Regions from separate parts of the Sus scrofa genome. Here regions 1 and 3 are each linked to region 2. Evidence: chromatin contacts called from public HiChIP or PLAC-seq data. All regions are on one chromosome and are shown on one strand. Each heading gives the region's core, a stretch centred on a gene start, on an enhancer-like site or on the middle of the called end of the contact. The rest is flanking DNA. Distances are from core to core; before and after follow the strand shown. Region 1 holds the start of FAM192A (protein FAM192A). Region 2 holds the start of HERPUD1 (homocysteine-responsive endoplasmic reticulum-resident ubiquitin-like domain member 1 protein). Region 3 overlaps FAM192A (protein FAM192A).

Region 1 (3,301 bases), core at 187-2,686, 250 kb before region 2:
TTCATTCCTCAACAGCAACCCCTTTGATGGTAGAATCACAGTACTTTCACACAGCTTGTAGTCTGTAAAGTACTTTCACACACTGTGTTATTGTACAGAAGAGACCAAGGAGGTTAAGGAGGAGGAGATGGTAGGTAAGGGGCCTGGACAACCGTGGGACTCTATTCAGTCAATTCAATAGACACTTCTAACCTTTAAAAGTTCAAAGTACAACACTCTAGGGGGAGCAGCCTCATTCAGACAACTATACAGGATAGCACTGAAGAGTCTCAGTGGACCATTTCTGCCTCGATCTCCGTCCCCAAAAACAGGGAAACAGGTAACAGGTCGGAACAAAAGCCTGATCTAGAGTCACGCAGGGAGTGTTGGTGGGACGGACTTGCCCCACTGCACCTGCACTGTACACCCAGAAGTGGCTGAATCCTCTGTTTGGGAGGAAAATCCTTGCCATTCCCGCTTCCCTCTCACTATTCCCCACCCGGGCGTTCCTATGGCTGGTGGTCCTTTCTCCCTGGAACGGCGAGGCAGTCCCCTCTCCCCAGGCCCTTACCCATTTTCCACATCAGGCCTCCGAGGTAGGAGAACCCGTTAGCCCTGGCTCCCAACACCTAACCTCTCTCTGAGGCGACTCTTGAGCCTAAGGCACGTTTAAGTCGCCGGGGGATGATCTGTCTCCCACTCGTGCCGCCCGAACCTCAAACTCCACAAAAAGAAACCCTCCCAAAGCGTTCTCCCATCTACCCCTGGGCACCACAAGAGGAGCACCCCTAAATATCAGGAGCCTACCAGGAGCTACCTGCCTCTCACCTGGATCCCTTTCGCCGCGGCCTCCTCAGAAGGGCGACCCCCAACAACCTCCTCCGGTCGAGAACCCCCTAAAGGGGGAACACCCTCTTCCAGGAACCTCTCCTGGCGCCTTCAGCACGGGCGTCTCTGGAGAACCTCCGGGCTGTTTTCTGGGCTCTGCCCAACGCCACCCACCTCCCAGGCCCCGTCCCGGAGCCTCCTCCGACCCAAGTCTGGTCTCGCCGCCGCACTCAGGCGGCTGTTCTCCCTCACGGACGTCCCCAGCCCTAGGGCTCCCCCCCGCTCCGCGTCCCCAGGGGCTTCCCGGAGCAGCGCGTCTGGGCTGCGGCACTGACTTTCTCCAGCTCCTGGGCCCACCCGAGGGAGGGGGCGGCGGCGGCAGGGCTACTCCTTTGTGACAGGTCCGAGAGAGCGGTAAAGATGGACGCGAGGCCACCGCGCTGCCATTACGTACTGGGCCCACCCCCGCTTCGTACCGCCCGGGCCCTCCCTCAGTCCCCCAGGAAACGCCCCTTCCTCGGTGGCAACCCTCTTCTTAACAGCCAATCATCTTTCAGGGGTGGCATCACGTGCCGTCACGGCCCCGGCCCTCCCCTCCGGCGAGAGCTGGCCAATCCCCTTGCTGAGGTGTGAATGGCCCAATCAAATCTTTCCCGCTAGCATTCCAGGCACCGGATTTCCAGCTGTCTCCTGGGGAGGAGGAGAGGGGCGGATTGGGTTACGCCGCCGGAAGCGGGGCGGAACTTTGTTGTGGCGGTGAGGAACAGGAAGCCCTGAAGGGTCAGAAGAAATATAAAAGCAGAGGCTGTTTTCTTTCGGTTTTTTTCTTTTTCTTTCTCGTAAAGAGCGAGCGGCCTTTGTGGTGGCGGTTTGGGGTGGGCGCCGCCGAGGTGAGGGGGTCTCGCCTCCCGCACGCTGGTAGGTGAGTGCGGCCTGGGCCCTGGCCGGGTAGGAGACCTGGGCTCCAGTCTCCTTGTTGAGGAGATGGGGGGCTGCCTCTGCTGTGAGGTCTAGAGCCAGGCCTGTTCTCAATCTGTATACTCGCCCAGTGTTCTGAGTCACTGGGGCCCGGGACTTGCGGGGCCCAGGCTGAGGGAAGCCGAGGGAGTCCGGCGGGAACGCCTCCAGGTGCTGTGGGGGAGGATCCCTACCCTTTCAAGCGGTCCTGGGACTTTTGGGCCTCTTCCCGGCCCCCCTCTACCTTTTCTACCAAGTGGGGCCACCCCGGTTCCAAGTGAGGAGCCGGCTCTACCCCGAGGTCTTGGAAAGGCTCCAGCCTTCTCGGGAGATGTGGAGGTGCCTAGTTGAAAATGATTGAATCACAGAATCAGTGTAGGATGGGAAACGTTAATTATGTACCATGTACCATTCGCTGTGCTCAGTGCCTTTTCTTCTAATAGAAAACAAACAGGTGTGCTCGTTTTGCGGAAAATTTAGGAAACTAAGACCGAGCGTTGAAGTGACTCATTTGAGAGTTGCTGGTCCATGTGAAAGTCAGCACGCACGGCGGGAAAGAGGGAGACCTATTTGTCCGTAGCACTGGTTCTTAAACTCGTAGAAAACAAGAGGTCTGTATCCCTAAAATACAGATTCTCAACTCCACCTCAGATTGACTGACTCAAGTTTGAGTGGGACCTAGGAAGCCAGGGGCGGGTCTGGTGGTCAGAATCCCCAGTGACTTCTTGGGTACTACCTGTTAGGTAAGATTTGTTGATAATTCAGCTGTGTGACTAATTGATGTGTTAACAAGGACCTCATTAAATGGTTTGAAGGGCACTGCTTCAGAAAATCTTGAGAAGAACTAGTGTGTAGACTCCTTTTTGATTCAAGAAATTAAACTGAGACAAAGGTAGCTTTTATAGCCTTTCAAATAGAGTTTGAGATTAACAGTTTGTAAGGGTCCGAAGGTAGAGGCTGCCCAATTATCTTTCTCACCTGAGGTCTTGGCGCCTTAACTCCCTGGGGAAATCCTTTCTGGCTGTATCAAAGTAAGAATTATGTCAGGAGTTCCCGTCGTGGCGCAGTTGTTAACGAATCCGACTAGGAACCATGAGGTTGCGGGTTCGGTCCCTGCCCTTGCTCAGGGGGTTAACGATCCGGCGTTGCCGTGAGCTGTGGTGTAGGTTGCAGGTGCGGCTCGGATCCCGCGTTGCTGTGGCTCTGGTGTAGGTCGGTGGCTACAGCTCCGATTAGACTCCTAGCCTGGGAACCTCCATATGCCGCGGGAGCGGCCCAAAGAAATAGCAAAAAGACAAAAAAAAAAAAAAAAAAAAAGAATTATGTCAAATAGCAGTATTCCCCTTTACGTTATAAGAATTTTTGATGTTTTGGTTAGAATTAAGTTGCTGCTTCAGAAATTGAATACCGTATATCTGATAAATGAAGTAATTTAAATGCATGATTCAGCCATAGACTCCTTCACAGTTTAATTTTGTCTTTGCGGCAGCTAAATTAAGCAATTTCAGTGTGCTCACTGTGGATCATCTTTTAAACA
Region 2 (3,292 bases), core at 458-2,957:
ACCTGCTTCACCAATTTGTGTACCTAATAGCCATTCTCACAGCAGCACTGCCACCTGGTTTCTTGGAGGCAGCCACGGTGAAATTACAAACAGTGCCAAGGCGAATGCTAAAGGAATGGGAGCTTATTAAATAAATAAGCACATTTCAAAAGAACGACTCTGACAGCAAACTCACTTCCACATCCTCTACAATGAGAAACGAAAACAATTCGACCCATGAGCTGCGACACGTTGCAACTCTTCAAAGAAGGAACGATTTCACAATCGTCTCCAGCCCTGATGCCCTCTCCTGTTTGATGGAGAATTACATTTGTGGGTGGTGAAGCACACTGCTGAGGCTTACATAATATTAGAGTAGAAAGTAAATACAGGAAGGTCCAGCTCAGAGCCTCCATCACGTGGTGGGCAGGGGGGGAGGGCGGCGCTAAGGGTGATATTGACAGACATGTCAACCAAAACAAAGCGAGGAAATCTCTGTAATTGAGAGACCCCAGTCTTAAAATCCAGACTCAGGAGATTCCTTCCACCTATTTCCTTTCCGAATCACTCTTTACCAGAAAGTGCACCACTCTCCCCCTACGACTAAGCAAAGGCTGTGGAGTCCAGCTCACAGGGAGGGGCCCAGGGCGGAAGATGGACTGGGAGGGAAAGAGCCACGTCTTGCTCCTGGGTGTGGGACCTTAAGTACACACTGCCCGGTGCCCACCATGTTTCTCTGGCCACTGGCTGGCGTTGGCAATTGCCCTCTCCTCTCCGCAACGAGGGGCTATATTCAGAGAACTCATTTCGCAGCCTTTATGTTTTCTCATTCGTCTTCATTGGGCGCAATCCTAACGAGGAACACACCTCGTCACCCTGACGTTTTGGGGAAACTGAGGCTTGGAGGGTGAAATGACTCGCTCAAGGTCAAAGGGCTGTATCAGTGGTCGGGGGACGGCTGGACGCCAGATCTAGGGTGCAGCGAAGGGGTATGGACAGGTATGGCAGGAGTGTGAGGTCTTGGGGACCTAGGAGGCGAGGCGACAGGGGAAGGCAGCCAGTCAGGAAGGCGGAGCGATGGCGGCCTGGAACGAGGAAGTGACAGCCACTGGGCTAGGACGGGGGCCAGGAAGAGGGAGACCACAGGTCGGGGAGAGCAGACCTGGGGAGCACCGGCCGTCGGGGGAAGGCCGGCGAAAGGAAGTAAAGGCAAAGGGGAGGGGGACACGGCACCCTTAGGGGCCGCGAGGTGGACAGCCCGGGCGCTGGCAGCGGGAGTCGGGGGCCCCCCTCTCACCGGGCGCTCGGGGTAGACGCGGCTCAGATGGGCCTTGAGGCGGCCCACGCTCCAGCTGCGGTCGCCGCTCAGCTCCAAGTCGCGATGGCGCTGGTTGGGGCTCTTCACCAGGAGCGTGACGGGCTCGGGTTCCGGCTCCATGTTGGCGGCGCTGTGGGCTCGGCGACGCTCCCGGATGCCAGGCAGACGATTTCGCAGCAGCCCACAACCGCCGCGACAACGGTTTGCGTCTTTGGGGCGCGCGCCCCCACCTCGGCTACCTTTTATAGGGACCCCGCGCCCGGGCTCCGCCGACAGAACGCTCTGTGGCTGCCCCCCATTGGCTGAGGCGGAGGCCCCTGCCCCAACGTGGCCCAATCGGCGCCCGGCTCCGTGGGCGGAAGGGCGGGCGAAGCACGTGGGCGAGGGCTGATGCAACCTGCCGCCGTGGCGTCACCCAGAGTCGTTGCTGCAGCCGCAGAATCTGCGTTCGCTGGCCATGCTGGGGTGCGAGCGGCCCGCATGGGCGCCTCGGCCCTGAGGATACGGTCTTGCTCCTTGGCTCGGGTTGGTCAAGGCGCTTTGGGGCGGGCCGGCCCTGCAGACCCCTGTCTGGCGGCCTCTGCAAATTGTTTCCTCACAAAGCAGCACCCCCGCCCTTTTGACCCCAGCCCCACTTACTCTTGCCTTCCCTGGGTGGCGGGCGAGGTCAGGTCCGCCCCCCCGGGGGCAGGCCTTCCCCAACCCCTGACTCCTGCCTCAAAGAACCGGGGTGATCCTATTTGTGAGCCCACCCGGAAGGGCACTCCTGGTGCGTTTTAGAAGGGCGAGGAAAATAAAGGGCGAGTCTTCCTGGGGTTGAGAATGCAGGCATCCGAACTGATGTTGGCCATTCATCTGTGGCCTCAGACTTGAACGTTACATCCCCAAGTGTGGGGACATCACCCTAACGGGGGGGCCAACAGGCCACAATCCAGCTTATGCTGAGAGATGCTAGAAAAGGGCCTCCCGTCATAGAATACTAACACATGCTTCCTTGAATTTGGGGCTGAGACAAGGCAGGCAGGGTTCTCAGTGTCCTAAAAATGTGACCACAAAGGCCTCCCTGATGCAGGCACTCTCCATCTGTAGGAAAAAAAGGTCTTGACATACAAAACTGACATTGTGCTGCCCCATTTGTTCTAATCCTGCTGGGACGTCTGTTTTGCCAGGTGTGTCAGGAGGAACTTGGTCTGGTTGGTGGGTCTATTAAGATAAACTGGGTGGTTAAAAACTATAGAACTGTATTGTCTCAAAGCTCTAGAGGCTAAGTCTGAGATCAAGGTGTCAGGCAGGGTTGGTTCCTTCTGATGGTTATGAGGCCAGGTAAGACAAGCGGAAGGCCTTAGAGGAGGCAGCCAGACAGGAAAAAACAGCTTCACTGGGAACTCAGATATATGCCATATATCATGGTTTTCTGTAGCCTGCAGCGACAAACATTAAGTCCTTAAAACAGCACATCCATTTTCACTCAATAGTAAGAAATTAAAGGGGTGTGATTTTCCCTAGGGAAAAGGCAATCCAATTTCTGTGATTCCCTCTTGAGTAATCAATGAGCTAGCTCCTTTTAAAGGACTTTTATTTTTCTGCCTATAGAACAAGGGATTGAGTCCAGGACACCCCCCCATTACCCCAATCCTCAGCTTCTCAAGTCCCTTCTATAAAATGGCATAGTATTTGCATATAACCAATGTACACCCTCCCATATACTTTAAATCATCTCTAGCTTATTTATAATACCTAATACAATGTAAAGAATTATAAATACCATGTAAATGCTATGTAAATAGTTGCCAGCGCGAGGCAATTTTAAGTTTTGCCTTTTGGAACTTTCTGGAATTTTTTTTTCTTTGGAACATTTTCCATCTTCAGTTGGTTGAATTGGTGGGTGTGGAACCCGCAGATGTGGAGGGCCAACTGTATTTATAAAAACATTAAATTCAGGAATTTATGAAAACATTAAATGCTAGGAATAGAAAGATAAACATGGAATGACCC
Region 3 (3,052 bases), core at 338-2,837, 230 kb before region 2:
ATGAATTCCTTGAGATTTTTGAGATGTGTTTGTGTATTTAAAGCATTTTACGGAGAGAGGGACTTAAGGGGAAAAAATTGCTTATGCTTTGGATGTGGATCAAAAATAATATTATTACCACCTCACCACCTGCCCCCCCAAAAGAAAAGTTTGAAGACTTTTCTTCATTTTAAAAGAATAGAAAGTGTTGGGTTTTTGTTTTAATATTATGTGTGGTTTTGTTATTATTTTTTTCCATTTTTGTTGTGTTTTTCAATGTTTAATGTTAAGAATTTTCTTTGGGGAATTCCCACTGTGGTGCAGTGGGATCGGCAGAGTCTCTGCAGTGCTAAGACACAGGTTTGATTCCTGGCCCAGCATAGTGGGTTTAAGGATCCAGTGTTGCTACGGGTGTAGCTTGGATCTGATCCCTGGCCCAGGAATTCTGTTATGCCATCGAGCAGCCAGAAAAAGAAAAAAATTTTTGAGAGTTTCTATCCTGTAACTTTGGACTTGGAGGTAAAAATCTCAGCATGCTTATAGTTTTTGGTATTCTGTTCCTAAAAGATGAAATTTTTATTTCTTTGATTTTTATTCTAAAAAAACGAACAGTATTAGCATATTATCAAAACATTAAAACATTAAATTGATGAAATTCAGTATAGTACTGAGCATTCTGCATAACCTCCATTGATTATGGCAAATACTTAAGATAACTGGTATCCATAAGAATAGAGTTAGTGCCTGAAGAGTGGTTTGAATTAGGATTTCTTAATTTCTGAAACCCGTTACTCCATTGTACAAAGTTACGTAAATAAATAGTTTAAGACCAAATACCCACAGCCCCAGCCCTTTGGGCTGATAATATGTAAAGAGATACGTTGGGCACTAGATGTCACTCTTGTACCGATAAAGCACTACGGCATCTTAAATTTAAGGAATTGCACTGTGTTCCAGTACTTAGCTCTTGACTAATAGGTTGTGAGAGCGCATGAAAGGGAAGGAGGGGAGGGGGCTGGTGGAACAAAAGAAAGTGACAGATCTTGAAAGCCAGAGATTGACATCAAGCATGAAAAATGTTACAAGTGCACTGGTTGTTTTATGCCTTTAAAACAACTTTTTGGTTCTTGTGTTGAAGATATGCAGGGGCTTCTCATTGTCTTGCACCAGTAGAGTAGGAGTTTGTTTTCATGGGATATCTACAGTTGAATGCTACTGATAGTCAGAGGACACTGTAAAATTGGCTTTTACCCTTAGGGGAGCAAAACAGATATATTTATGTTTTCAGGAAAGTCACATTTTTTTCTGTTACATTATTCAAGATCTTTGTTTTCCCCATCAAGCATGATACTGACCATGTCTTTGGTAATAGAACGTTTTCTGGCCATACTCAGATTTTCATTGAGAATCAAAGGGGAAGAGTTTACTTCTCTGTTCTATTTTGGGCTTAATTTGTTCTCTTCCTCTGGCCACCTTCATTTCTTTTAAAATCAGCTGGATTTGATGGGCAGAATCTTTATTTCTGCGGAGGGGAGGGAATTTTTTAAAATAAGTAAGCCGAACGCTACGTGGCAGAGCTCAAGTGCCAGTGGGTTCCAGCTGTCTTCTGTCTCTCGATTTACCATTGTCCTGCTGTAGCTCTTGTTTTTGTTTAGTTTGACCCTTAACCTGTAACTCACAGTAATCTCAACAAGGTTGGAATTTCTCCAGAAAACAAGAAAGAAGTGGAGAAGAAAGTAGCTGTGAAACCCATAGAAACCAAGAACAAGTTCTCCCAGGCGAAACTGTTGGCAGGAGCTGTGAAACATAAGAGGTCAGCCCACATTTAGACAACTCAGATCTCCCTCTGACCGTGTGCTCTGAAATGCCAGAGTAATGGTAGCCGAGCAAAAGGTCACCAAAGCTTAAGTCTTGGTGAAGTTCCTTTACCTCTTTCTCCCCTACCAAATTTGGTGTCTCCTGTAGCCTTTGACTCTTGTCTCTGATGGTTCCTTCAACATAATAGCTTCTCTTCACTGGACACCTGCCATATGCCAGGCATTATGTTAATTTAGCTTTCCATGCATGATCTCTTTTATTCCTCTCAGCCAGTCTTTGAAGCACAAGTTGTTATTATCAGACGAAGAGACTGAGAATCTCAGAGGTTGAGAACCTTTTTGTCCAAGGTCACAAAGTAATGGGAAAGGTGGAGTTCAGTATTTGAGTATCTATGTTTCTAGGGGAAACAAGGCAGCACGTTCTAGGAAGGATTTATATAGGGCGTAGTGAGAGCAGGGAGGAGGAAACCCGGAACTCTCCCTGGAGAGGATACGTGTGCTCATATTGGGGAAAGGCTTTAGAAAGGAAAGTTTGATTAGGTAGGATGACTGGGGCTTAGAGAGGCAGATGGGGAGAGCAGAGCATCCCAGGCAGGGGCAGAGCTGCCGCAAAGGCACTGTGGCCTGTAAGAACATGGTAGCTTTGACAAGGGTACACACCAGGCTGGGGCTCTGCTTAATTGATGTGGGGTGGCAGCACTGCCTAGATGTTTTGGTAAGTTCTTTGTTATGTTTGTTTCTCCCTTTCCAAATCCTGAAATGGCACCAAAGTGATTCAATCTGGTGATTTCAATTTGATTGACCTTCTTTACTGCAGGCAAAATGATGTTAAGGTTTAAGTGCAGTCTATTAGGAAAATCATGTATTTTGGCGACCAGCCACATGTTTTGAAGGGAGTGCCCTGATGCAGTTCTGTGGTTTGGCACACCATCCCTCTGCTGATGTTCCTAGGAGCGTTGTTTATGTGTAAAAATGTTGTCACAGTATAACAGCAAACGGGAGGGTATCAGTGGCCTGGAAGGGGCCAGTTACCCAAGGCATGAATTATTCCTTTCAAGTTTTCATACAAGCTCTCTTGCCTGGCCCGGCATCTTTAAGGATTTGGACCTGGGTTCGTTTTACTGGACTGTACTGAGAATGGGTTCTGTAGAAGGCATTTAGCTACCTCTCAACCGTGTCTTGCTGCTAGCAGAATGGGTGTTAAATAAGTATCTTTCTTGCTTAGTCCTTAGATCACTTTTTATTGGATCGTCCTT

What was found. HiChIP or PLAC-seq counts read pairs in DNA pulled down with a chosen protein or histone mark.
Region 1: a contact with region 2 is called in an H3K27ac HiChIP or PLAC-seq map of alveolar macrophages. The contact joins the promoter of FAM192A here to the promoter of HERPUD1 in region 2. A contact is called at or near these places in 2 of 5 promoter capture datasets (fetal liver and liver), 1 of 47 Hi-C or Micro-C datasets (blood) and 1 of 2 datasets of contacts at active chromatin or transcription factors (alveolar macrophages).
Region 3: a contact with region 2 is called in an H3K27ac HiChIP or PLAC-seq map of skeletal muscle. The contact joins the enhancer-like site here to the promoter of HERPUD1 in region 2. A contact is called at or near these places in 13 of 47 Hi-C or Micro-C datasets (blood, brain, embryonic fibroblasts and 6 more) and 2 of 2 datasets of contacts at active chromatin or transcription factors (alveolar macrophages and skeletal muscle).

What each region holds. Positions count from the first base shown.
Region 1 is chr6:19,152,423-19,155,723 of Sscrofa11.1, reverse strand. It overlaps FAM192A (protein FAM192A), which reads left to right and starts at 1,436. Exons shown (of 7, transcript XM_021093905.1): 1 at 1,436-1,563. It overlaps RSPRY1 (RING finger and SPRY domain-containing protein 1), which reads right to left and starts at 1,311. Exons shown (of 15, transcript XM_021093906.1): 1 at 808-1,311.
Region 2 is chr6:18,899,586-18,902,877 of Sscrofa11.1, reverse strand. It overlaps HERPUD1 (homocysteine-responsive endoplasmic reticulum-resident ubiquitin-like domain member 1 protein), which reads right to left and starts at 1,707. Exons shown (of 8, transcript XM_021093900.1): 1 at 1,277-1,707. The coding sequence starts at 1,417.
Region 3 is chr6:19,134,321-19,137,372 of Sscrofa11.1, reverse strand. It overlaps FAM192A (protein FAM192A), which reads left to right. Exons shown (of 7, transcript XM_021093905.1): 5 at 1,659-1,792. Among named protein-coding and RNA genes, the nearest start is that of FAM192A, 18 kb to the left of the region's middle. Within about 2 kb of position 1,587, at least 2 of the 83 cell types and tissues checked have an H3K27ac peak or open chromatin away from gene starts, as enhancers often do. A contact at or near this core is called in skeletal muscle, where this site is marked.